7 separate regions of the Mus musculus genome follow, and regions 2, 3, 4, 5, 6 and 7 are each linked to region 1. The links are chromatin contacts, called in public ChIA-PET, HiChIP or PLAC-seq and promoter capture Hi-C maps. All regions are on one chromosome and are shown on one strand. Each heading gives the region's core, a stretch centred on a gene start, on an enhancer-like site or on the middle of the called end of the contact. The rest is flanking DNA. Distances are from core to core; before and after follow the strand shown. Region 1 holds the start of Ttf1 (transcription termination factor, RNA polymerase I). Region 2 holds the start of Sptan1 (spectrin alpha, non-erythrocytic 1). Region 3 holds the start of Urm1 (ubiquitin related modifier 1). Region 4 overlaps Rapgef1 (Rap guanine nucleotide exchange factor (GEF) 1). Region 5 overlaps Rapgef1 (Rap guanine nucleotide exchange factor (GEF) 1). Region 6 holds the start of Mrps2 (mitochondrial ribosomal protein S2). Region 7 overlaps Rapgef1 (Rap guanine nucleotide exchange factor (GEF) 1).

What was found. Promoter capture Hi-C pulls out the DNA fragments that hold promoters and counts their contacts. ChIA-PET counts read pairs in DNA pulled down with a chosen protein or histone mark. HiChIP or PLAC-seq counts read pairs in DNA pulled down with a chosen protein or histone mark.
Region 2: a contact with region 1 is called in an RNA polymerase II ChIA-PET map of effector CD8 T cells, with 8 read pairs. The contact joins the promoter of Sptan1 here to the promoter of Ttf1 in region 1. A contact is called at or near these places in 1 of 39 promoter capture datasets (pre-B cells) and 2 of 115 datasets of contacts at active chromatin or transcription factors (effector CD8 T cells and memory CD8 T cells).
Region 3: a contact with region 1 is called in an H3K27ac HiChIP or PLAC-seq map of microglia, with 5 times the contacts expected there. The contact joins the promoter of Urm1 here to the promoter of Ttf1 in region 1. A contact is called at or near these places in 2 of 39 promoter capture datasets (liver and pre-B cells) and 7 of 115 datasets of contacts at active chromatin or transcription factors (astrocytes, embryonic stem cells, memory CD8 T cells and 2 more).
Region 4: a promoter capture Hi-C map of hematopoietic stem and progenitor cells shows a contact between it and region 1, with 2.9 times the contacts expected there. The contact joins the enhancer-like site here to the promoter of Ttf1 in region 1. A contact is called at or near these places in 4 of 39 promoter capture datasets (cranial neural crest, embryonic stem cells, hematopoietic stem and progenitor cells and 1 more) and 2 of 115 datasets of contacts at active chromatin or transcription factors (large pre-B cells and neural tube).
Region 5: a contact with region 1 is called in an RNA polymerase II ChIA-PET map of memory CD8 T cells, with 11 read pairs. The contact joins the enhancer-like site here to the promoter of Ttf1 in region 1. A contact is called at or near these places in 7 of 39 promoter capture datasets (the 3T3-L1 cell line, the C10 cell line, the HPC-7 cell line and 4 more), 6 of 115 datasets of contacts at active chromatin or transcription factors (bone marrow-derived macrophages, epiblast stem cells, large pre-B cells and 3 more) and 2 of 9 other capture datasets (adipose tissue and macrophages).
Region 6: a contact with region 1 is called in a promoter capture Hi-C map of hematopoietic stem and progenitor cells. The contact joins the promoter of Mrps2 here to the promoter of Ttf1 in region 1. A contact is called at or near these places in 5 of 39 promoter capture datasets (the 3T3-L1 cell line, cranial neural crest, hematopoietic stem and progenitor cells and 2 more), 1 of 484 Hi-C or Micro-C datasets (CD4 T cells) and 1 of 115 datasets of contacts at active chromatin or transcription factors (memory CD8 T cells).
Region 7: an H3K27ac HiChIP or PLAC-seq map of microglia shows a contact between it and region 1, with 6 times the contacts expected there. The contact joins the enhancer-like site here to the promoter of Ttf1 in region 1. A contact is called at or near these places in 7 of 39 promoter capture datasets (the 3T3-L1 cell line, the C10 cell line, cranial neural crest and 3 more), 1 of 484 Hi-C or Micro-C datasets (nephron progenitors), 8 of 115 datasets of contacts at active chromatin or transcription factors (astrocytes, bone marrow-derived macrophages, effector CD8 T cells and 5 more) and 2 of 9 other capture datasets (adipose tissue and embryonic stem cells).

What each region holds. Positions count from the first base shown.
Region 1 is chr2:29,058,955-29,061,555 of GRCm38.p6, reverse strand. It overlaps Ttf1 (transcription termination factor, RNA polymerase I), which reads right to left and starts at 1,293. Exons shown (of 12, transcript NM_009442.2): 1 at 1,253-1,293.
Region 2 is chr2:29,964,239-29,966,839 of GRCm38.p6, reverse strand. Sptan1 (spectrin alpha, non-erythrocytic 1) reads right to left here and starts at 1,280. Exons shown (of 57, transcript NM_001177667.1): 1 at 1,055-1,280.
Region 3 is chr2:29,826,101-29,828,701 of GRCm38.p6, reverse strand. Urm1 (ubiquitin related modifier 1) reads right to left here and starts at 1,313. Exons shown (of 5, transcript NM_026615.4): 1 at 1,267-1,313. The coding sequence starts at 1,301.
Region 4 is chr2:29,738,317-29,740,917 of GRCm38.p6, reverse strand. It overlaps Rapgef1 (Rap guanine nucleotide exchange factor (GEF) 1), which reads right to left. Exons shown (of 26, transcript NM_001039087.1): 26 at 555-2,601. Among named protein-coding and RNA genes, the nearest start is that of Gm13420, 12 kb to the left of the region's middle. Within about 2 kb of position 1,292, at least 83 of the 459 cell types and tissues checked have an H3K27ac peak or open chromatin away from gene starts, as enhancers often do. A contact at or near this core is called in hematopoietic stem and progenitor cells, where this site is marked.
Region 5 is chr2:29,672,059-29,674,659 of GRCm38.p6, reverse strand. All of the region lies in intron 1 of Rapgef1 (Rap guanine nucleotide exchange factor (GEF) 1), which reads right to left. Among named protein-coding and RNA genes, the nearest start is that of Rapgef1, 54 kb to the right of the region's middle. Within about 2 kb of position 1,284, at least 122 of the 459 cell types and tissues checked have an H3K27ac peak or open chromatin away from gene starts, as enhancers often do. A contact at or near this core is called in the HPC-7 cell line, bone marrow-derived macrophages, liver and 2 more, where this site is marked.
Region 6 is chr2:28,466,786-28,469,386 of GRCm38.p6, reverse strand. Mrps2 (mitochondrial ribosomal protein S2) reads right to left here and starts at 1,321. Exons shown (of 4, transcript NM_080452.3): 1 at 1,245-1,321; 2 at 1,028-1,144; 3 at 437-566. The coding sequence starts at 1,287.
Region 7 is chr2:29,648,189-29,650,789 of GRCm38.p6, reverse strand. All of the region lies in intron 1 of Rapgef1 (Rap guanine nucleotide exchange factor (GEF) 1), which reads right to left. Among named protein-coding and RNA genes, the nearest start is that of Rapgef1, 30 kb to the right of the region's middle. Within about 2 kb of position 1,324, at least 114 of the 459 cell types and tissues checked have an H3K27ac peak or open chromatin away from gene starts, as enhancers often do. A contact at or near this core is called in adipose tissue, bone marrow-derived macrophages, effector CD8 T cells and 4 more, where this site is marked.

The sequences.
Region 1 (2,601 bases), core at 44-2,543:
AACACTTGAAATGGCGTAGGACCAAACTGTAAAACGGAAATGGATATGCTAGCCATCCATCAGTCTCTTCCCTGAGCACCACTGCCAGAGCTCCCCTGGTTCCTGACCCTCCTAGGAGTCATCATTAGGAGTCGGGTCCCTATTTTCCTCCACATCCTTATTGTGATAACACATTTAGTTACTCTTTTATTGGGGGCTTTTGTTTGTCTTTTAAAGCTGTTGAGCTCTTTTTGGGCCCCAGAGAAATTTTTGCCAAGGGCTGAGGTCACTTCGGTAACAATTAATTACAACCACTTTTCCTGAACCTTGTTTGTAATTAAGAAAAAAAAAAAGGATTATATTTTGTGTGTATGAATGCACCTCCTGTCTGCTGGGTGCTCGTGGAGGTCCCTAGAACTTAAGTCATAAATGGGTGTAACCTACTATATAGAACTGGCTGCTGGGAACCAGGCCCAAGTCTTCTACACAAGCAACAAGTGCTCTTAGCCGCTGAACCATCTCTTCACACCCTTACCCAATCTTGAGGAACGAGAGGGATTTATGCATTAGAGCTTAATTATTTATCCTCACTAAATGCGCAGGAAAAAGGGTGTAAGTGGAGAAGCTAAAAGTTTAAACTCCGGTCCTATGTTTGTGCAAGTATTTTACTTGCTAAGCCATCTCCTCAACCTCAACTCTTTTGTCTGTTATTCTTCGTGTAAAATCAACATCCTTTCAGACCTCCAGGGCCTTCAGGTCCTCATAACAAGGTCTGGCCCTTGCAGTTCATTTCTTGACATCCTCTGTCTTGGGAAGTGTTCCGATTTCCTAACGGCCTCGCGATGCCGTTAAGCCCGATGACTAGCCTCGGTGCGAAAGCCACTTTATCAGGGTACAGTCACGGACTCCAAACTGGGTCCCACCGTCCCTTCCGCACAAACTTCCCAAACAGCCCGGCAGTTTCTCGAGAAGCGCTCAGCTTCAACTACGGAGCGGAAAAGCGCCTAACCCACTAACCCCACTTCCGGCCCCGCGCAACCTCCGCTCACCACCCTAGCTTCTGACTGACCCTGCTCTGTCCCGGGCCGGCGACCGGAGGAACAGACTAGAAGGAACCCGCGGGCCGCGGCCTGGCTCCCAGGCCCCCACTGCCCCCGGCGGCGAGGAACAGGCACAACCGCCTCAGGCCGCAGCCTCACTCGGAACGTGGCACCAGCGCAGCCGCCCGCCACACTTGGGGCGCAGAAACTCAAGGAAAGCTCATCCAACCTACCCAGCGACAATGTAGCGCTCGTCTTCCAACCCGGAAGTGTTGTTAGGCGGAAATACTGTACTGACTTCCGGCCAGCTGCGCATCCGGCTGCCATAGTAACATGGAGGCGCGCAAGGATTGGACGCATGCGTAGTTGTCTATCTATGGTCGTGACGCTACGTATAGGATAGAGAAAAAGAGTGCCCTTCTAATTAAGCAACCCAGGCAAATCCCAGCCCTCCAGAAGCACAGGCAGGTATATGTGAGCTTGAAGCAAGCCTGATCTACAAAGAGAATTTGAAGCCAGTCTATACAGTGAGACTCTCATAGTAGTAGTAGTAGTAATAATAATAATAATAATAATAATAAGCCAAAACTTAGCTTATAAGCAGCCAGGCAGTGGTGGCACATGCCTTTAATCCTAGTAGAGGCAAGGCAGATCTATGAGTTTGAGGCCTGGTCCAGGACAGTCAAGGCTACACAGAAAAACCCCATCTCGAAAAGAAAAAAAAAAGTGAAAAATGTAATTGAGCCATCAAATTAGAGCTAATATCTATACCACTGGAACGTTAAAACAGTTACATTTTTGTGTGGTGATCATAAAAGTTGAAAGCTTTTCTCTTGTTTATTTGAGACAGGGTCTCATGTAGCCTAGGGTGCCTTCAAACTCACCATGGACTTCTCATTCCTTTGCCTCTACTTTCAGTACTGAGATAACAGGCAGGTACCATCATACCAGGTTTTATGCTGTGCCAGGGACTGATGCATGCTGAACAAGCACTCTACCAACTGAGCCGTATAGCAGCCTAAAAGCTGTCTTCTTGACTCTTACAACAATCCTATGTTGTGGGTATCTGTATTAGGTAATACTGTCTCAGTCCCTTCTTTTTTTTTAAAGATTTATTTATTTATTATATGTAAGTAAGTACACTGTAGCTGTCTCCAGACACTCCAGAAGAGGGCGTCAGGTCATGTTACAGATGGTTGTGAGCCACCATGTGGTTGCTGGGATTTGAACTTCGGACCTTCGGAAGAGCAGTCGGGTGCTCTTACCCACTGAGCCATTTCACCAGCCCTCAGTCCCTTCTTGTAGTGGGAAAATTTGAGGCTTTTGGTAAGATGATCTATCTGGTCCAGGGTTCCAATCCATGCTTTCCCCTCTACTATTCTTCTTTTCTTCAAACTACTGTGGGTTCCTCTGTGTGAGCTACTAAGCACCTTTGATTAAAATGGGCTGGAGAGATGGTTTAGTGGTTAAGAGCACTTACTGCTTTTCCAGAGGACCCAGGTTCAGTTCCCAGCACCTATGAGGTGGCTTACAGCTGTCCATAAGTCCAGTTCCAGGGGATGGGCTCCAATGCCCTCCTCTG
Region 2 (2,601 bases), core at 31-2,530, 910 kb before region 1:
TTTGGGTCTCTATATAGAAAAACCTGATTATCTGAGAGGCTGAGGCAGGAAAATCCTGAGTTTGAGGCCGGCCTGAGCTATTCAGCAAATTCCAGGCCAGCTGGAGTTACACTGTAAGAGCCTGTAGAGAGAGGGACAGAGACAGAAACAGAGAGATGAAAGTCAACAAAGCCCTATGAAGTGTAGCAGTTCGAAATGATTTCACCCTTTCTGGGACATTCATTTAAAACACACCGACCCTTACTTACATAGAAGCCCTCTTGATGTGTGTGTGTGTGTGTGTGTTTGTGTGTGTGCGCGCGCGTGTGTGCATATGTGTGTGTGTAATTCTAGTACCTGAGAGGATTTTAAAATCAAATTTTTCCTGGAGAAGCATTTCATCAAATTTGCAGGGATAGCTTCAGACAAAAGACTGTTCTATCACTTCACACTGGCACAGCAGTAGAATTTGACCAAAAAAAAACCCCCAAAAAACAAAAAACCCAGAAGCCTTCGACTTAATGTCTTATATAGAAAGAAAAGAGCTGTAAGCTATTAAGTTATTTATTGGATTTGGATCTCCTCCAACCAAGCGGCACCGCATCTAACTATTATACTGGAGCAGGTCGGCACTGGAGAGAAAAGACATTTATTACCAGGAAAGAAAAAGGAGGCCTTTCTGCGGCCGGAGGGCCCGGGACCGCCACACAGGATGAAATTAAGGTCAGCGAGCCCTTCACTGCAGACAGGAGGCTCCGAGAGGTGCGAGCGCCGCAGTTGCGGGCGACGGGCGGTGCGGGGGCGCTCGCGGGTGGGTGCTGCCGAGGACCACCCCCCGCCACCTGCCGCGACGGGTGGGGCCGCGGGCGCAGGAAGGGGCCTTCGCGTACCTTCGGCGGACCGTGACACTCCAGGTCGCCGCCCGGCTCTGCCGCGCCCCGCAGCCCACGCGCCACAAAAGGCGGCGGCGGGGGCCCACGGAGCCGCCCGCGAGGCTCCGCAGCTCATCTGTCCACATCGCTCCGGTGCTCGGCCTCCCGCGGCCTTTCCCTTCCCGCCCACCGCCCTTTCTTACCGGCTCCTGGGGGTGAGGGGCGTGGGTCGCCGCGCTGAGGGCTGCTGAGGAAAAAGATGCGCCGCCGCGGCCCCTGCCTCACGCCGTTCGCTCCGCAGCGGATAGTGACGGCGGCGCGCGCGCACTGTGGCTTTTATAAGCGGCCGCGCGCGCCCCCGCGGCGGCCGAGCGCGAGCGTGAGGGAAGTGCCCCGGTTGGCGACGCGAGAGGCGGGACTCGCTGCTCCACTGCAGTACGGAGAGGACCGAGCGCGTCCGGAAGGAGCCGAAGCTGCGGGGCGGGGTGGTGGGGGTTGGGGTAAAGGACGGGAACGCGCTTGCGAGGGGTGCGGGGCGCGGCACAGAGCGGAGCAGCCGCCGCAGCCGCCCGCCGCGGCGTGGGACCCGAGCAATCCTGCCCCGCCCAGTCCGCCCTGCAGAGAATCTGTGCCGCACCCCTCCGCCCTGGGAGCCCTTCCGAGACTGCGGCGAAGGGCAGGGCGGGGCCCGCCGCCGCAGTCAGGCTGGGGATGTTGCTGCCCTGGCCGGAAAGACGCCCTGTCCCTTTCGGATGATCTCACTGGAATGTTGGCTCCCTCTTTGCACTTTTTCTGGGGGAGGCTTGGCTCTGGAAGACCCAAGTCTGCCTGTTCTGGTGGGGGATGGGGCCAAAAAAAAAAAAAAAAGATGATATAAGGATCCGTGTTTGAGGAGGTGGTAGGGAAAAAAATCCCGGTTAGGGAAAAAAAAAAAAAAAAAAAAGACTGATTTGTGGCGTAAGACTTTATTTCAGGATATGGAGAATTCTTCAGCAATCTTCCTGTTGCCAGTAGACAGAGTGTATTCGTCCCAGTTGATAAACGACATTACTATTTCTTTCCCCAGTATTAATTGAACTTTGCTGTTTAGCTGACACCGCACGTGCTTTGGGCTTTTAATCTCTGCTCTTATTTTACAAGGTAGATGTTGCCTTTCCCATTTTACAAATTAGCATCCTGATGACATAGAAGGTAGCTCTCTCCCCAGGTCAAGCACGAAGCAGCAATCAGAGAACCTAAGATTTGAACACAAGCGTTAAGCAAGTGGGTGCTAGACTTCTGAGAAAAGGAAAACACAATTTCTGTAATTTTTTTCTTATACACAACCCTTTTCAGGGCCTGGCTCTGAACTAAACTCTGTAGCCAGGCTCCCCTACTGCAAAAGCTCTTTCCCTTCCTCCATTTTGGGTGACAGCTGTGTGGCAACCATTGGAGTAGCACCCAGCTCATTCCTGTGTAGTCAGGCAGCTCTGCCAGGCATCAGCCTCCTGGTTACCAAGCCACCCTCCTATTTAAATAATTATAAAGAACTGGGCATTGCTCCAGAACTGGGATGAGGCCCAGTCCCAAGCTTCCTGGTCCTCTGCACTTTGGTTTCTGCTGAGCCTAGGATCTGCAAGGTGACTTCTAAGCTACTCTGACTGTAGGCATGATGGTGAAAGAACATTCCTAGTCATTTTCCTTGGAGAGGAGAGATTTAAAAAATAAAAAAAATAAAATAAAAAGGGAGTGGCCACAGCTCAGCGGCAGC
Region 3 (2,601 bases), core at 64-2,563, 770 kb before region 1:
TGCACTTAACATTCATGAGACTACTCCCTTCCAAGGGACAGAAATGCTGAACACTGCAGGGACTAGACAGAGTGCTATTTATCTTTGTATCCTTGGTGTCTGGCTCACTGCCTGGCACATGGTAGGCACTCAATAAATGACTGGTGAATGAACTGCCTAGTGAAGGGACAACATGAAAGGAATGGGGGGCATCCAAGGCGAAGAAAGGCATTTGGAAGGAATTTTACATCTCTCTCTACCCTTGAGTTTCCCTTCACTTCAACCTTGGCTTCTTCATCTACACACACACACACAAACACACACACACCCCTAGCTTTTCCATAAGATTCTAGAAACCAACCACCCATCTCTAGAAGCCTCAGTTCTTTGTTCTCAGCTTCCGAAGAAGTCTGTCTTCTGCAGGTTTTGAAACCATGACAAGCATTCTGTGTGTTGGAAGAACACAATGGTGATTTGAGACAATCTTCACTTTTCCCCGTGTTCCTTCAAGTAGTGATGTGTACCCGGATTCTGAACCTTTTCACAGTAAGGATAATATACTACCAATGTTAGTCACTCCCTCCGTGGCAGCTTATTTACCCCGGTAGCTCCTCTGGACTCTGCAGAAGACACTTACCAAACTACTTTGCAAAAGATTAAAATCTAATTAAAACTCCAAGGTATGCCGGGCGGTGGTGGCCCACGCCTTTAATCCCAGGACTTGGGAGGCAGAGACAGGCGGATTTCTGTGTTCGAGGTCAGCCTGATCTACAGAGTGAGTTCCAGGACAGCCAAACAGAGAGGACCCCTGTCTCGAAAACACACACACACACACACACACACACAAGGTTTGAGAAAGAGGAAGGTCCTGTCTTGGCCAAGACTTCCCCTAGGAAGGCACTAGGCGGGAAGACAGAACTGAGATTATTCAGCAGGGTTCGTCTCTACTCGTGCGCTCCCCTTAGAAGCTCAAAAACCAGACAAGGCGAGTCGGGCTCGGAATGGCACGGGTGAAACATGCCGGAAGACCGCCTGCTCACTGTCAATGCCTCCCAGTCCTACATGATACAGAGCAAGGCGAAGGATTCCAAACGCATCTCCCTACCCGTGTGTGCGCCTCAACTCTCGGACTCACGGCCTCGTCACCCACAGAGACCGCGTCAGTCAGAGGCCAGGGGATTATCCCGGCTCTCGGAGGGCGACACAGCCTCGGCAGGCCAAGAGAGGTCCGGAATTCCGAGCCTTATGGCTTCGCTCCATCCCCAAGGCGCCCCAGATCTCACTCACCCGAACTCCACCTTCACACATAAGGGCGCCGCCATGTTTAGGAAACCAAACTAGCAGGACACGCCCTTTAACTTCCGGAGCGCCCGTTTATTTCCGGTCGCCACCAGGAAGCGTAAACGGAAGAGGCGGTACGGGGTGGGGCGAAATCCGTTCGTTACTGCTCAGCTATTGGACGAAGGCACCCGCTCAGTGGGCTGCGGAATTGATTGTCTACATTATTTGCGGACCTGGCCAAAAAAAAAAAAAAAAAAACCGAGCAGGAAGGGACTTCCTGAAGAAAGACGTCTAAGGGGAAATTCATCAGCATCCGATGACATGATTGTGAGCCACGTACTGTTGATCTTTCATTGGCTACAAATCTGTTTTTAAGCCACGCATGGTGGCACACGCCGTTAATCCTAGCCCTCAGAAAGGCAGAGACGGTGGATTATGTGAGTGCCAGGCCAGCCTGATCTACGTAGGGAATTACAGGACACCCAGGGTTCAAAAACAAAACAAAACCAAAAACAACAAAGAACCCACAAACAAGAACCCTGTCAACCCAGCTAACATCGCTTAAGGGAGTAAAACGAGGTAACTCCAAATTCTTGTTTCTGACCCTGTTGTCTCTCTCCGGAGCTGCCATCTTACTATGCAAACATCTGTGTCAGATGATGAATTGTATGTCTTCTACTCCACGGTTACTGAGTTAACAATGTGTCTGGCAGATTGGTCCTGTGGAGAGTCAGTAATAACGGCTGTAACTGAAGTTCTTGTCTCTAGGTCTCTCCGTGTAGCAGGGAGACGGGGAGACAGCCGTAATCAAATGTACAAACCATGCTAATAAATGTGAAATCCTAAACTGAAATAAATTTTCCGATGTTAGAAAATTAGAATTATAGAGATTTGTGAAAAAAACGCTAGGGCTGTGGAGATGGCTCATCTGATAAAGTACTTGCTGGGCAAGTGTAAAGATCAAAGATAAGATCCCCAACCCAAGTGAAATGATGGTTAGCATGGCAATACCAGAGCTAGGGAGGTGACGATGGCTTCCTCAGGGCAAGCTGGCAACCTACACTAGCCAATGAGCAAGCTCTGAGTTCCAGAAAGACCCTGCCTCAATACATAAAATAGTGGACTACAGAGATGGCCCAGAGGTTAATAGCACTAGCTACTATTCTAGAGAACCCAGGGTTGGTTCCCAGCACCCACATGGCAGTCCTCAACTTTAACTCCAGTTCCAGTTACATATATTCAGGCAAAAACCAGTACACTGAACCGGATGGTGGTGGCACATGCCTTAAATCCCAGCACTTGGGAGGCAGAGGCAGATGGATTTCTGAGTTCGAGGCCAGC
Region 4 (2,601 bases), core at 43-2,542, 680 kb before region 1:
GGTATATGTCCCCAGCAGAAGAGGGCATCAGATTTGTAACTGGAGTTAGAAATTGTAGGTGCTGAGAATTGAACCCAGGTCTTCTGCAAGAGCAGCCAGTGTTCTTAACCGCTGAGCCATCCCTCCAGCCTGACTCCAGCTCTGTAGAGTCAGGTGCTGGCTGTGACCTCCTGGGTGTGGTACTTCATTCCCAGGGTCTGAGGACATCCATGGGTCTGAAAATCACTTGGTCTTCCTCAGCACTTGTATTCGGAAAGACAGAGGAATGAATGACCCTCAGGAGCACAGTGAAGGCAGAGTTTTAAAGCCACTCTCACAGGGTGGGGTGGCATGACTCCTGGGTGTGGATGGTGCTTGTGCATTTATTTCTATCCTTCCTGTGTGAATCTGTGTGTGGCCATCAGCATACCATTTGCAGGAGTCAGCTCTCTCCTGCACATGGGTTCCCAATGCCTACCAGAGCCCTCAGGCCCCACCGTACCCCTCCCCTCCACCTAGGTCACAAACAGCAGGGACTGGCCCGATGCAGATACAGAAGGCCTGGACACAGACATGGCATCAGATGGGCTTTTGTCTGTTTATTTTTCTTTCATATAAAAGTTGCGCGCTTGTTCTGTCTGTAGGAAGATGCACTGTCAGACAGGTTAGTGGGGGGTTTATATTACAGTGCCACACTGGGAGGCATGGAACAGGTGTCTCGGCTTAAGGGCCAGCCAGATCCGGTGTTTGCTTGCCTTACCCACAGGTAATGGCTGGCCTCTGCTGGGAACCCAACTGTCCATGTTGCTTAGTATGTATACAAAGACGAATCTTCACAGCTCTCCCAGACCCCACCACTAAGAAACAGACATGTGGAAGCCAGGCTGCCTGAACACTGGGCTCAGTCGCAGCCAGAGGCAGGTGACTGGGGAAGCCTGCTGGCTAATAAGTTAAACCCACACATCGCACCTCGATATCCCCACACGGAAACTCCAGAGCTGTCCTGGCTCTTGACTTAGTCTGCCTAAGGCTCCCAGGATCATAGGAGGGCCTGGTGATTCTGGGTCTAGAAGGTAAGCCCTCCTTTCTGCCCAGCTCATGCTTGGGAACCAGTAGACATAGACCATAGACCCACTCTGTTGGCTGCAGCACCAGTAGGCTAGGCCTCAGGTAGGCCTGTGCTACACAGGGAGGCTGCAGGGGCCTCTACAGCGCTGGGAGGAAGGACCTCATGTGCAGTGTTCCCCACTTGCACACAGCAGCACTTAGAGCTGGTGAAGGACAGGAAGCAGGGGCAAAGACTGAAATGAAAGGACCTGTAAAAGAGGAACAAACCAAAGACCCACATGACTGCTCACAAGCCGGACTCCACACACACACTCCTTAAACAATCCAATTCCGGCTGCCACCAGAGGGAGCTGACCAAGGGGCTGTTTACAGATGTCCCCTCTCTATTTACAGCACAAATAAACAGAAGAGGGGCCCACAGTTCTTATTTGATAAAAGCTGCTAAAAAAACAAACCCCGAAACCCAGGAGGGTTCAGAGTGACAGTTGTTTCAAACGAGTACCCGGCCAGCAGCTGCTGCTGTCTTTTCTTCTGCTCTGCGGACTGGTTGAGGAAGCAGAGATCCTGGTATTCGTTTGACCAAGCCCCACGACCAGAAGAAAAGGGAGCTTGTCCATGCAAAGCTAATTGGAGGTATGGTGCAGGGCCAGCAGCACCTCTGGATTCTGAACTGCACCCTGCCATTTAGCCCACAGTGGTGGCCACAGGGCCATGCCCAGGGAGATCCTAGCCCTGAGCCCTGAACAGATTGTCAACCTCAGCAGCAGGGGGTGGCTCTGCCACCTGTCTGGAATCAGGAAACCTCTGGAGGCCCTCACGTCCTAGGCCTGCTTAGACTTCTTGGGAACAGACACTCCCAGAGAGCAAACGGGGACTAGGAACCTGCTGGCTGCGGGGGGTGGGGCAAAATAGGAGGGAAGCCCACAGGCCTGGAAGGAACAGGAGATGGCATTTAAGGCACACAGCAAGCACGGAGGGGCTGCTTGCCTCTCCCTAGGTCACTGAAGATCCTTATTCACTCTCTGAAGCACAGTCTTGGCCCCAGCTCAGCATGAACTGTCCCTTCTGCCTCCTCTTCCCGATCCCCAGAGTACCGGTGATGTGGGCTGGGGCTGGGGCTGGGGCTGGGGCTGGACCAGTGGTGGGCGACAGGTGCTACTGGTGCTGCTGCTGTCAGCCCAGCAGGTGCCTTGGTTAGTGGCCGTGCATGGCAGGACAGAGCTGGGGCCACTGCTGTGAGAAGTGTCAGCTCTGTGGCTCTTGCCTACCACCCACCATACTTTCTGGGCCAGGTTGACATGCCTCTCCCTCCATGTTTAAAAAGCAGGAAGTGGGCAGCACAAGATGCCTGCGTGGTCCCTTTCTACCTTCTTCTGTCTCCCAGCCATAGCTCCCCTGGCTCCAGGGTCCCGGAGGGCAGTCTACCCAAGGGTCCTGGGGCCCCTACTTATCTGCCACTTAAGGAGGCTAGGGTGGCCTGGGGACAGTGAAGCCCGCCATTCCCCTGGTCTGCTGCTCAGGTGTCTGCTGCTCTCCAGCTGCAGGGGAGAGGAG
Region 5 (2,601 bases), core at 35-2,534, 610 kb before region 1:
AACCCTGCCTCAGGCTAGGTACCACAGAGCAACAGGAAGCCCTTGCTGTCCAGGGCAGAGGTAACACTAGCTGGAAGGAAGTCCACCTGGCCCTTGTAAGTCAGAGCAGATGAAGTGGCATGGTGAGATTTTCTGGCCTCCATTTCTCCCTAGTCCCCAGCAGCACAGGGCAGGTTCATTCACATTTATACTTCCCTTGTGATACGTGAAGGTTGCGAGCAAGTCCTAATAGAGCTGGTTCAGAGCTCGGACTGGATGGAGGCAGAGGGCTTGGGCAGCACATTACCACATGCCTCTCTAACTCTCTAACGGAGGCTGAAACAGTACCCCCTTCGCATGGAGACTGACATCGCATGCAGGAAACACTGCGCTTCTCATGCTGAGCACAGTCGGTGCTGAGGCAAATGTGGGTCAGTGCAGTCTTGCAGACTGGGTAGGGAAGGCAGCAACTGATGCTCTACAGTGACCTGCGAGGCTGGAAGTCCTAGGAGACGCTCGGCAGACAAGGTGCCTTATTAGCAAATGGGCTTGTGTTGGAGGACTCTGCCTGTAGGCTGATATAAGTGAGCATGCATGAGAGAGGGTGGTCGGCTACATGATATTCTGTGAGCTGGAGGATGAAACACAGTTTAAAAAGATTAATTCTCTCTCTCTCTCTCTCTCTCTCTCTCTCTCTCTCTCTCTCTGTGTGTGTGTGTGTGTGTGTGTGTGCATGTGTGATGCTCAAGGACTAGAAGACAGCACTGGATCCTTTGAAGTTGGAGTTAGTGGGATTGCTCAGCAAGCACTTTCAACTACTAGGCCATCTCTCCACAGATACATAAACACACAGACACATCAATTAAGTTTGAAAGGTTATTTAATCTTTTGTATGTGAGTGATTTGCCTCAACTGTGTTTAAGTATATGCACTACACACACAACGGTGGGAGTCAGAAGAGGGCACCAGATCCCTCGGAATTGGAGTTACTGTAAATTACCACATGAGTGTTGGGAATCGATCCCAAATATTCTATAAGAGCAAAAAAAAGTGCTCTTAACCACTGAGCCATGTCTCCAATTCCATAGGCAAATAGTCTTTTTTGAAAGTGTGTTTTATGCACCTAGTTCACAGACCATCATAGCTCATGACAGACATGCTCAGAACACTTCTGTCAGCTGTCCTGAAAATTCACTTCCGATTTGTATTTTTAACTAGAAGTGGGTCCACTGTGGTATAACTTCATTTATCAACTGGCCAGCACAGGGTAGCTGCTGAGCACGGAAGCAAGGCATGAGTTTAGTGGGTGCAGGGTTAGTCATACTCTGAATACATCTTATTTCCATACAGCCCACAGGCTTTCAACAGGTTATCCTCCAGCACTGACACGAGGCTCACTCTCCCAATTAGATGGCTCACCAATACTTTCTTCTCTTCACTTACAGGAAGAGGCACACCTGCCCTGTATCAGTCACTGCTAGTCCATCCATCCCATTCCTTCTGATGCTGGCTGGCTTTGTAACAGACTCCAAAGAGAGCACACAGCTCCCAGACAGGCTGAGAGAAGAGAGACAAGCAGGCTTGAAGGGGAAGTCTGGGTTTACTGTGGTGATCAAGTTCCTCAGAGGCTCAGCTGGGTGAGCCAACTTCCTCTTCTCTGGGATCTGCTGCCCTGGGTCTGTAAGGAGATGCAGGGTTAAGGAGCTGGCCAGACTCGCAGCCAACTCTCATAACCAAGGTGGAACCAACGTGGAAAGAAATATAGACGGTACAAAAATCCCCTGAGGAACATGAGAGCAAGGCTGGCCCTGACCACGAACCAGAGATACCTACTCCTGATAGCTGCCATCAAAGCCAGGAAGTGGGTGACAGAACTCACTCTACCTTTGCCTGCCTGGTCCTGAATACAGTTTGAGTAGGTACATAATTGGGAAGCTGTGGTGACAGTTTGAGGCACCTATTAATACCTCCCTCTTCTCAGGCCAGTTAGTGGGCACAAAACCACCAGCAAGTCACATGGTGAACAGAGTTGCTATGTAATGACAACCAACATTACAATTCTGGAAATCAGAATTAGACTGTGCTCAGCTTTCTCTGGAAAGATGGGTGAACAATCAGGTTTCAAGTGGCCGTCGGGATCCCTAACTGTGCTATTCAGGCCCAATAAACGCTTTCTCTGTAAGTTGCCTTGGTCATGCTGTCCTATCAGCAACTGAAAAATACCTAAGAGTGAGAAATGTATTGTTGCTTCCCTGTACTTTATACAGCCACAGGAGGATGAACAGCTACACAGTGGGGTTTGCCAGAGCCACTCTCCTGTCATATAGGTAGTCACCCTATGGTTGTCTGGATTGTGATTCCTCTTTTTATAATTTGCGTCCACATGTGTAGTTTAACTTTAGAGTTTGTGATCATCACACAAGGTAGTGTTCTATATAGTCTCTCTATAGGCCTGACAGTAACCACTCAGATGACATACATCCTTGCTTTTCTCTGTGATATTGTTCTGTCTGCTCGCCTACCATGGTCACTGGGTTGCTATTGGCTTTGGCTTTCCTAAACAATGCTGCTACAGACACATCCAGCGTGTCTTCTGGCCATGCATGAGAAAGTCCTATGAGT
Region 6 (2,601 bases), core at 72-2,571, 590 kb after region 1:
CGTGGAGCTGCCCTGCCCCTTCCACAGCCACCTACCTACCAGCCACCCAGGCTCTTACATTTACCAACTCCCACTACTCCTGCCTAGGGAGTGATGGGCTGGGGACACAGGTGTGGACTTGCGCACAGACAATCAGGTTTGTGGCTCAACCTGTCCCACCTTCTCCCTGTGGAGATTTGAGAACCAACTGCAGATAAACATGAACCCAACCAAGGTGCTCTGCCCAGTTTAACTCTCTAGGGCCACTTCTGTTCTATACAGCAGGTCCTCTCCACCGGGCTCCCCCGCCTGCCATGACCCTCAGTTTTCACCCTGTCTGTGAACCAGCATCAATACTAGCACTGCACTTGGTGTTGCCGCAGACACCCCCACCCTGCCCCCACTTCCAACCCTGACCCAACTCCACCACTCTGCCCACACGGCCTGTGCCAACTACCTATGGCGGCAACCAGCTTTATGTCCCAGGTGTACTCGGGCCTCGAAGAGGCTCTTCACAGAAAACAGCTCCTTGACATTGAAGAAATCCGAATGCTGTAATGGCGTATCTAGGATCCTGCTCTGGAAATCTGAAAAAGAGAGTAAGGGCAGACACTGTGGCCCATCACCAACCAACCAAAGACTCACCAGTCTCCTGGGAGTGGGAAACTCAAAGCTGTGAGGAAACGCCAGGAAAGATCTGGAAGACACAGGGGCATTTTTGCAACACCGAGGGACTAGTGTCAAGGTCTAAAGTGACTGTGTGCGGGGAAAACCTGGCCAAGTCCTCTTCCCTTAATCTCCACAGATGTAAGAGGAAAACGAACCAGGGGCCTCGTTGACTTCGGGTGCCTTAAACGCCCCTCCAGAAGACCAGCAAGATGGACAGATACAAAAGTAAGTCTTCACGGGTTTCGAGAGCTACCAGGCCACAGGGGTTCTATCTCCCTCCCACCACACTTAGATTGGTACTGGGTTCCTTTGGGGACCCTGCAATGACAACCTCTCCACGATTCCGCGCCCCGGCCCAGCTCCACCCGCTGATCTTTACCGTCGCCATCCTGGGGCTCGCTGACTGCGGGGACCGGGGCTCCCGTGACCTTCCTACCATTCTGCTCCGCAGGGCCCGGGATCGCCTTCTGCAGGAAACCTGGCCAGCGCCGCACACCTGCGGGGAAAGAGCCGGTGGGGGCGCGTCCAACCCTCGTCCCTGTCCTCCCCTCTCGGATCCCCGGGTTCCCCCCATCTCCGAGATTCACCGCGCTCACCTGCACACAGCAGCCGGGTCAGCACGGCCGGAGCGGGCGCCATGGCGGGCGCGTGGACAGAGATCCTGCAGAGACTCTTCCTGCCCGGCAGAGCGCCTCCTCCTCTGAGCGCGCGGGGTCGCAGCGCCGCTTGCTGGCCCGGAGGACCCTCTCCGCTGTGCACCGCTCGCTGCGCCCGCATCCTTGTAAATGGGCGAGTTGGCACTGTGACCAGTGGTCTGCACTCAGCTGGGACGTGGGGCTGAGCTAGAATGAGCGACCTCTCACCCACAGCTCGTTCCTCTCGATAAAATTACAGCATCCTCTGGAGGAGGCGACCCTCTTGTTCAAATTGGTTTTTAGAGGTTGTTTTTAGGGTTGCTGTTTTTTTTTGTTGTTGTTTTTGTTTTTGTTTTTGTTTTGTTTTGTTTTGTTTTTCCTGAGACCCGGTTTCTCCGTAGCCTTGAGCCTTGACTGTCATGGTATTCGCTATGTAGACCAGGTTGGCTTGAACTCAGAGAGCAACCCGCCTCTGCCTCTGGAGAGCTGAGATTGAAGGCATGCCCTACCACCGCCCCGTTTATTGTTTGTTTTATAAGTGCATTAAAAAAAACTATTTATTTTATGTATATGAATACACTGTGACTATCTTCAGACACACCAGAAGAGGGCATCAGATCCCATTACAGATGGTCGTGAGCCACCATGTGGTTGCTGGAAATTGAACTCAGGACCTGTGGAAGAGCAGTCAGTGCTCTTAACTGCTGAGTCGTCGCTCCAGCATGCATTTTTTTTATTTTTTAACATTTGTTTTAGTTTTACTTATTTTTTGCCTACATGTATGTATGTGTACCTTGTGAGTGCCTTGTCCCTGTGGAGAGCAGGTGTCTGACCTCCAGGAACTAGAGTTAAAAGTGTTTATGAGTCACCTTGTAGGCTCTGGGAGTTGAATCCAGGTTCCCTACAAGAGCAATGAATGCCCTAAATTGCTGAGCCATCTCTCCATCCCCAAATTACATTAAACTATGACGACAACAACGATGACATTGACAATGATGACGACGACGATGACAGCAACAACAACAACAACAATCTCCCTGACTGGCCAGACATTCATAGAGATCTGACTGCCTCTGTCCCCTGGGTGTTGGAATTATTGGTGCACACCACCACACTGTGCCCTAAGTAATTTTTTATTGTTTGTTTTAAAATTACTATTTATTTTTATTATTGTTGTTAAGACAGGGTTTCACTATATACTCCTGACTGGTCTAGTACTCTCTTTTTAAATCAGGCTGGCCTCGAACTCAGAGATCTGCCTCCTGGCATTGCGCTAGCACGTCATTAATGCTGAACTATGTGCATGGTTCACAAGATC
Region 7 (2,601 bases), core at 75-2,574, 590 kb before region 1:
GATTCAGACTAGTTTGAATGGGTTAAATAACTTACAAGCTGGTCAGGGAAGAAGCCAAAGCTTATGGCCTAGGCATTTATTAATAAATAATTAGTCTCAGAGTCATCATTACGGGAGCAGGGGCTGGAAGGAGAAAACTTTTAAAAAACAATCGTCTTCCTCCTATATAAAACTAGGAATTGGGGCTGGTGAGATGGCTCAGTGGGTAAGAGCACCCGACTGCTCTTCCGAAGGTCCAGAGTTCAAATCCCAGCAACCACATGGTGGCTCACAACCATCCTAACGAGATCTGGTGCCCTCTTTTGGAGTGACTGAAGACAGCTACAGTGTACTTACATATAATAAATAAATAAATCTTTAAAAAAAAAAACAAAAAACTAGGAATCCCTAAGCACTGGCCGTCCTCCGCGCTTCAATGCCAGTACAGGACCTACCTCCCAAGAGACAACCTAGCACTAGTTTGTGTACAAACTTGTAGACTCCAGGGGGCAGCAGTGATTTGTGTTTTCACAATTCATGCCCTGAGCCTAGAACAGTGCCTGTGTCACACATTCGACGGCTAAACATCAGTTTGTAACGGGAATGATGAAACAGACTTTTCTCCCACTGAAAACACTTTACTTTGGCTAGAACATTTGCAGGGAGCATGGTTCCATTAAACTTAGTGCCTCAGCCTGTTCAATGGCAAAGAAAACACCAAAGCCTGTAGTCTGGATAAGATTCCAGAGCCTTCCCTCCTCTATCTCTCCTCCCTGACAATGAAAGCTTGGCACGTGGGCTCAGGTGGCCCCATTCTAATCACAGTGGTAGGCACTGTAGGTGGGCCCTGCGTGGGTTTCCCCTGTGGCCTGGAAATGACAAGATTCTTCTGTTTCCTGTGTGAGTGAGGGTGGGGCATGCTGCTGACTCCCAGAGGAGCAATGACCACAGAAAACATCCAACCCGAGAGACTCTAGAGGTTAGGGGTTAGTAAACGGTCTGTCATCCAGAATTCCAACAGCAGCCTGCAAACAGGGAAGGGTTTTCATATTTCTAAATGTTTATGTAAACACCTACATAATGGTCTGAATTTTGTTTCTTATTCTAAAATCCTACCTACCTGGTCCTTTATGTTTTCAGATCCCTAACACAGATGAACTATAGGACAAACCTCTCAGCTTTTGTCTATGGTCTTCAGGGTTCCTAAAAGTCTTACAAGCAATCCCTGGAAAGTAACTGTCGATCTTGGGTGGCTGATGGCCACTGCAATCACAGCAGATTAGGGCAACAGCCTCTACACAGCTGGAAAAGGAATCTTGAAATCCGGAAATGTATTTTACGCACGTTCCCAGGGTGAAACACACTCTACAGCCAGTGGCTCAGGACAGACATTGTTCTAAATTTGGAGCTATCTGATGACAGAGCCAAGTTTCCTTCCCTTTTCTTACCCACACCCAAAGTAACACCCACACTTCTCATGAGAAAAACCCCTTCACACTTACAGTTTCCATCCCCTATAACTGATCCCTGCTGAATAAAAGATCCAACTTATAGAAGGCTGGAGTTACACGCCAACTGTGTACAAAAAGAACCCATCTCGAATGTCAATCCTTTGGTACCACACCTGGCACACAGGAAGCCACTGGCATTGCCTAATACCATATCCCAGCTGTTACTGGTCACTGCTACACATGCTACAGTGCTGTGTTACATATGGTACATGTGACATATGCTATACATTGTATTTTATAGACATTCACACTCTCCATGTAAACTGTTTTATATGTTATAGAACATTTACACATATATCATGTTAAATATGAAGCATATGATATACAATGTACTGTTTCCTATTAGTACTGCATACATTGTCCCAACCCTGTTATAACATTAGTAACAAAAGATACAAGCTATAAGACTTCACATCCCACCTGGTTCTTCCATTGTTAAAATTAGATAATTATTTTAGATTATTTTACCCTCCTGGTCTAAGGCATGTGATTTCTAAAGTATCCTATGTAACCTTCTGTTTTAAAAGGTTTCCTCTCATCCTGAACCTTCTTGTGATATTACCACACATGGCTTTCACCCTCGCTCTGACCCTTCCTCATCCATCACATTTAGTCACATTCTGAGGTACTACATGAGTTGGCTAATTAAGAGCACCTTGACCATTTATTATGATGCATTTATTTATAGGCCAGGTCTCATTATGTTGCCCAGGTTGGCCTTCTCAAGACCCTCCTGCCTCAGCATTCTGTATGGATTACTGTATGGTTATTATACATATAACCACACCTTGCTCTGTTTATCTGCGGTGCAGAGCTGGTGTCTCATCACTTAGAAGCAGTTAGGAAAAGGACCATTTGGGTTGTTTGCCCCTCCACATCTCCAGACCCAGCAGTTGGCCCAGCATTAACAATGTAGGGACTCTTTGACTCATTCTACATCTTCAACAGGAGAAAAAATTTTAATCATCAATACTCTTTGGAAGATAGAAAATAAAAGGTAATGGCAATAAATGTGCATCCTTAAACAAACCAAAGCAACCAAGAAAAGTCCAAAGCAAAGCAGAACACTGTAAGCCGCAGCTTCATCTCACTGCTGCTGCCAGCCCTGGAT